Linked DNA regions of Gossypium hirsutum: region 1 is linked to region 2. Evidence: chromatin contacts called from public Hi-C data. All regions are on one chromosome and are shown on one strand. Each heading gives the region's core, a stretch centred on a gene start, on an enhancer-like site or on the middle of the called end of the contact. The rest is flanking DNA. Distances are from core to core; before and after follow the strand shown.

Region 1 (2,723 bases), core at 122-2,621, 87 kb before region 2:
TGCACAGATTAATTTTATATTGTATCGATGATCTTTATTATCATTTTACAAAATTAACATTGTATCTAAGAAAATGGTAGTTGATATTTGTTATCATTTCACAAAATTAATGTTGTAATTTGTTATGATTTCACAACATGATGATATTTGTTATTATTTCACAAAACCACATGTTTACATATTATAATGGAATTGATATTTGTTTTCTAGTTTGCATAGTCCTTTCGATGTGGAAATGACAGCATTGTATGGCCCGGGTTCCTAAACTATCCGGAGCATTTTTTTCAGAAACGTTTCAAATATCACGGGATTCTCAGGATATTTTTCAGAACCCATCTCGTCAAAATTATTTTTTAATTCTCCAAGTTTCGATATTTAATCAAAAATAATATACGATTGGTGTAAATACGAATATTTTAAATATCAAATTCAATTATTACAATTATTAAGTTAAAATTTTAATCAATTTAAAATCATAAACCCTAACCCTAAAAACCTAAAACCCTAACTAATCCTACCTGAATTTGATAATTTAGTAAAAAATAAGTGTTAATGGAAATAATAGAAATATAATAATAATCTTAGGCTCTTCCTTTTGTGCATCAACTTAAGCTCTTGTGCCAAAATTTTCATGCAATTCATTTATCCGTTCATTTCCCAACACATCAAGCAATAACTGTACTTATATAGAAAATGATCAATCAAGTGCCAAATTAAGTAGAATTTATATCCAAAATTAATTAAAATAAATAATAAAGATATGTCGATTAAGCACATTACCAATGTAGTTGTGTCTTAGTTTCTTTATGTTTTTAAGCTTGGATTTTAATTACTTTTAGTACAAGAAATGGCAAAATTGTTCCTATTTTGTGTTTCAAATTGAAAGCAAAAACCGAAGAATAAAGGACTCTAGTAATTAAATTCTTTATTTTTATTTTTTAAAATTTTAAAGAGTTTTTATTTTTAATAATTTTTAGGATTGCTATGGAAAAAATGAAAAAAAATGCTTTTTAAAAATCTCTGTAGACTTATTATGTACTTATAAAGAATAAGGGTCAAATTAACAAAAATTAAAAATATTATGGGCTAAAAAAGCTATTTTACCCTTTTTAGAGATCCATGTCAACAACTAACAGAAAAATTGGACGGGAATTAGCTCAGGGACAAGATTTTTAAATAAAAAAAATACATGGACTCAATGTTTTAGAATTAAAAAGTACCTGACTAAATTTTATATTTTAAAAGAGTATTGGGATCAAACCTTAATTAAAAAAATCCATATCACTTGCTTAGCAGTTTTGAGCCTGTCATACAGCCCAACTTTTGAATAGCACAGAATCAGTATCCATAATGTGCAGCTTATTGGGGCCATCAACGTCAGTTCAGGGGCAACAAATTCCTTGTGGAAAAGAGAACTATATTTGGAACATGAATCTTCCAGCTTCCTTAGATGAAAACTTTCATGTCGGCTAGCAGGGGCGTACCCGGGGCTGGCAGGCCCCAAAATGGAAATTTTCATTTAGATACTTTTAAATTTTATAAAAATTTAAATTTAGTAAAAATAAAATTATATTTTAATCTTATTAAAAATAATAAAAATTTAATTTAATCATTTAATAATTATAAAGATATGAATATTAAAATGATGAAATTATATTTTTACTAATTTAATTATAATTTCAGCCCCTAAAAAAATTTCTAAAGATGAAATCAGTTGCATAAATTCAAAAACAGCGCCAAAGACCATGATTGATATTGACACCAAAATATGAGAAGAAATCATGAATAAACATTTTGTGCTTAATAAACATTTAACAGCTGTTGTGAATCATGAATAAACATTTTGTGCTTAATACAACAGAAGTTTGTATTGACGATCTGAAACATCGGGTCCTGTCTCAGCTGCAATTTGGATTCCAATTTTGTTTGCCCTATTTGGTATACATACATGTACCTTCTCTGTTTCCTACGAAAAGGGACAAAAACAAACAAAAGAAAGGATTTCTTTGTTGTTGTTTTTTCATGCAACTTTAAGCCAAAACTACGTACACAGTTAAAAGGTAAAACATGATTGTAAATGGACAAAACTTTTGATTGTACCATACAGTAAAATACATTACATCTCATCCAACTTTCCGACAAAACAATCCGCATAATTTGAAATTATCCTTACGGTTGGAGGCTGAAAGCATGGCTTTTTTATTAAACTAATCCAAAAAATAAATTAATTATTAAAATAACTTACCTTTTTAATTAAATATAAAAATAACCCATTTTCTACAGTAAAAAGTGGTGGAGCCATATGATATGGCGCCACCACAGTGCCACGTCAACAAGGGGTGTTAAAAAATTATTTTTTGGTGGAGCCATGTTAAATGGCGCCACCAATATAAAATACCAGGGAAATCAACATGGCGCCACCAGTATAAAATATCAGAAAAATACTTAAAGTTTTGAAAAAACGGAAGACTTAAAAATAAATTTACCATTTTCGGATGGAGCCATTCTAAATGGCGCCACCACCTTTTCGCCTGACATGTTTTCTTTTTCTTTTATTTTCATATTTCTTTTGTTTTTTTCTTTTATTTTCATATTCTTTTATTTTTACTTTTTTATTTTGTTCCTTAATAAATTCTTTTTATTTTTTTACTTTTTTTATTTTTTTTCTTATTTCATTTTGTTTATTTTGTTTATTTTTTATTATTAACTTTAAAAAATTTGTA
Region 2 (2,937 bases), core at 292-2,791:
CGCAAGTCGATCCAAAGCTTCGAGCCCTAGTAATTTTCACCTAAACTCTTCAAATCCACCCTATGTATTTTTCACAACTAAACCGAATCATAACTCTTAAACCATTTGACTAGACCTTCAAAAGTTTCATTGCTAAGCTAACTTGGAGATATCATTTACTATAGTATTGAATGTAGTAAGTAATCTTCACCTCAAGTTATTTGCTTTTGACTCAAAGAGAGGAGTTTCGTTTAACTCCTTTAATGCTCATAAATAGAAAAATTTGTAAAGAAGTTGTCGAAGAAAAAAAATGCATTTATAGTGAAGAAAAAAAAACAAAAAAAAAACACCAAATCATATTTTAGACTAATATTATAAAGTTCCATTTTTTTTTTGTCTTAGACTTTCTTGTTCTTCTATCAATATTTCATTGTTCTCTGCAGGATTTTTTTGAATTTAGAAACAAGCACACGCACTCTTACAATAATTATCATTATATCACAACTTATGTTTTCCTTCTAGTCTTTTCGAGTACTTAGGCATAAAATAACTTTGAAACAGAGGTTGGATTTGAAGAGTTTAGGTGAAAATTACTACGGGTCAAAGTTTTGGAGCGACTTGTGGTGGGGGTACGATGGCTTGAAATTTGTGGATGTTAGATTCTGGGTTTAGTTTAACCTTTCAATTAACTTTGAAGAGAGTAGTAGAGGGTAAAGGAGAAAGAAGCTGAAGAGATGGTTCTTATTGGTGTAAAACACGCCATTTCACTTAACAAGAAAATTATGTGGAAATTAGAAAATGAAAACTTATATATATAGTTAGGTGACCAATGTAGTTTACCCTAAAAAGAAATAGAGAAGAACTGCTTATGGGCTCCGTCTAAAGCAAATCTTGGTTTTGGAAGAATTGTTGATTTGGGCTAATTGCGGTGAATTAGTATATTCATTATCCAAGACTTGGAGCAAAAACATCACTCTTCTTACATCTTTTCTCAAAATATCAAATCACGACCCCATAGCAAAGGAAACTGAAATCAGGATGTAAACAAATAAGAAGTATCACGTAATGATCTGCGAATCTGGTGAAAAATATAAATCATAGATTGATTAAAAAGTAAATTGATTTATTTTTCTTTGTTAAACATTTCATTCATTTCTACCATTAAAAGTTAGTGACTGATAAAATAACCAGAAAGTTACATGTGTACCTTATTCTAATGTACGAAGATTAATTTTTAACAATAAAAATAGATAAAATTTTTAATAGAATGAGTAATTTATTTTTTGATCTAATGTACAAAAATTAATTCATCTATTTTTTTTAAATAAATGAGACAAAATATAATTCAACTCTTAGTATAAATACCTTCATAATATTTTTATTGCATTTATATTTTATTTTTGAATACCCACCATGTAAAGGACGATTTTGAAGCCTATGCATCTTACTTGCTATGATTTGGTTTACCCAAAAACCTGGTTTGAGTATGAGAAAGAAGGTTGTAGACGGAGTCCCAAATAGAAAGAAGGCAACTTTGATAATTATTATCAGAACAGTCACTTCATTTTTGAAGTGCTTACACATTGGGCCTCCTGGTCATGGACCTGTCATTTCCTAGTTTGGGCCCTGCAATGCTTTATCATTTTTTTAGCTTAAACACAAAAATAGGACAAATTTGCCTGCCTTCAAAGAATCTGCCAGCAAATGATCCAACAAATATTATGGGGACACCTTGTATTTAAATATTCAATTTGATGAGGTTGAGGGAATTTCACCCTTCTCTTGTTTCTGGCATGACCCACATGTTGAGAGGTCTTATACAATTAAAGCCATTGACTTCTTGGGGAAAGTTCCTACATACTAATATTAAGCAAAGCAATCCCTTTTTGACGCATTTGGCTGGTTTAGCAGTTGACCTGGAATTGTCGCCCAAACGCCAATTAATAAACCTCGGATTTGAAGTCTGAATAGTCTCCGCGGTTGAATCAACTTATCAAATTTTACTACTCAACCCATTGCTTTTTTTTATCAATAATAACTACGGGTAATGAAACTTCAATTTTTTATGAATGCCCTACAAATTGATTGTTATTATCACACAACAATCAGAATTGGGGACATCTTCAAGTGTTATTTCTGTTTTTATATAATAGGTTAGTAGTTTGAGGTTGGGTGTCATGGGAGGCGAAGCGCACACTCAAATGCCACTGCAATAGCAACCAAAGGCCAGCGGCTCCTTGGACGTTGCTTTCTTCATCAAATTACCTACATTTTTCTTTTTCTTTTTTAAAATCTAATGTTTTATGTGTTTCTTGACTTTCATATTTGTTTTTCACAAAGTTATCATGTTATTTGCAAATAAAATCTTAAACATATTTAATAAAAAAAGAAAGAAAAGAAAATTACATTGGTAACTACTCTTTCATGTACTTACTAACCAAATTCATCAAACAAAATAAAAGTCCGCACCGACCGTTTCAAAATGACAAGTGTTTTGTTGGAACCCACATTCGATTTTCGCACCATCGTTTTACCATTTGAAAAAATAATTTAATAAATTTATTTAAGGTGTATTTAATAAATCATTAAAATTTTTTTAATCATTTTAACTTTTATTTAATATAAAATTTACAATAAAAAAATTTGAATAAGATAAAGGAGGTAATTAGTTATTTATCACTTAATGTAAAAAATTAACTCGATTTTATTTTATTAAAAATTGAAATAAATTATATATTTTTAAAAATAAAATATTCAAATTACCATATTTATCTTTCATCCAAAACTATTCAAAACAATATAAAACATTATATTAATAAAATTAAAATTAAAAATAAATAATTTTCAAAAATTAATATTTACTTTTTTCAAATAACAAAATTATATTCTATACTTATATTTACTAATTTATCAAATAAATTTCTAATATAAATTCAATACTTAATTTTTCAGTACTTA

What was found. A called contact is a pair of places that touch in the nucleus more often than the background predicts.
Region 1: a contact with region 2 is called in a Hi-C map of leaf, with 4 times the contacts expected there. The contact joins two enhancer-like sites. A contact is called at or near these places in 5 of 34 Hi-C or Micro-C datasets (hypocotyl and leaf).

The regions. Positions count from the first base shown.
Region 1 is chrA07:31,250,074-31,252,796 of Gossypium_hirsutum_v2.1, reverse strand. No RefSeq gene overlaps it. Among protein-coding and RNA genes, the nearest start is that of LOC107952939, 8.0 kb to the left of the region's middle. Within about 2 kb of position 1,371, at least 3 of the 9 cell types and tissues checked have an H3K27ac peak or open chromatin away from gene starts, as enhancers often do. A contact at or near this core is called in hypocotyl and leaf, where this site is marked.
Region 2 is chrA07:31,163,120-31,166,056 of Gossypium_hirsutum_v2.1, reverse strand. No RefSeq gene overlaps it. Among protein-coding and RNA genes, the nearest start is that of LOC107952940, 37 kb to the left of the region's middle. Within about 2 kb of position 1,541, at least 7 of the 9 cell types and tissues checked have an H3K27ac peak or open chromatin away from gene starts, as enhancers often do. A contact at or near this core is called in hypocotyl and leaf, where this site is marked.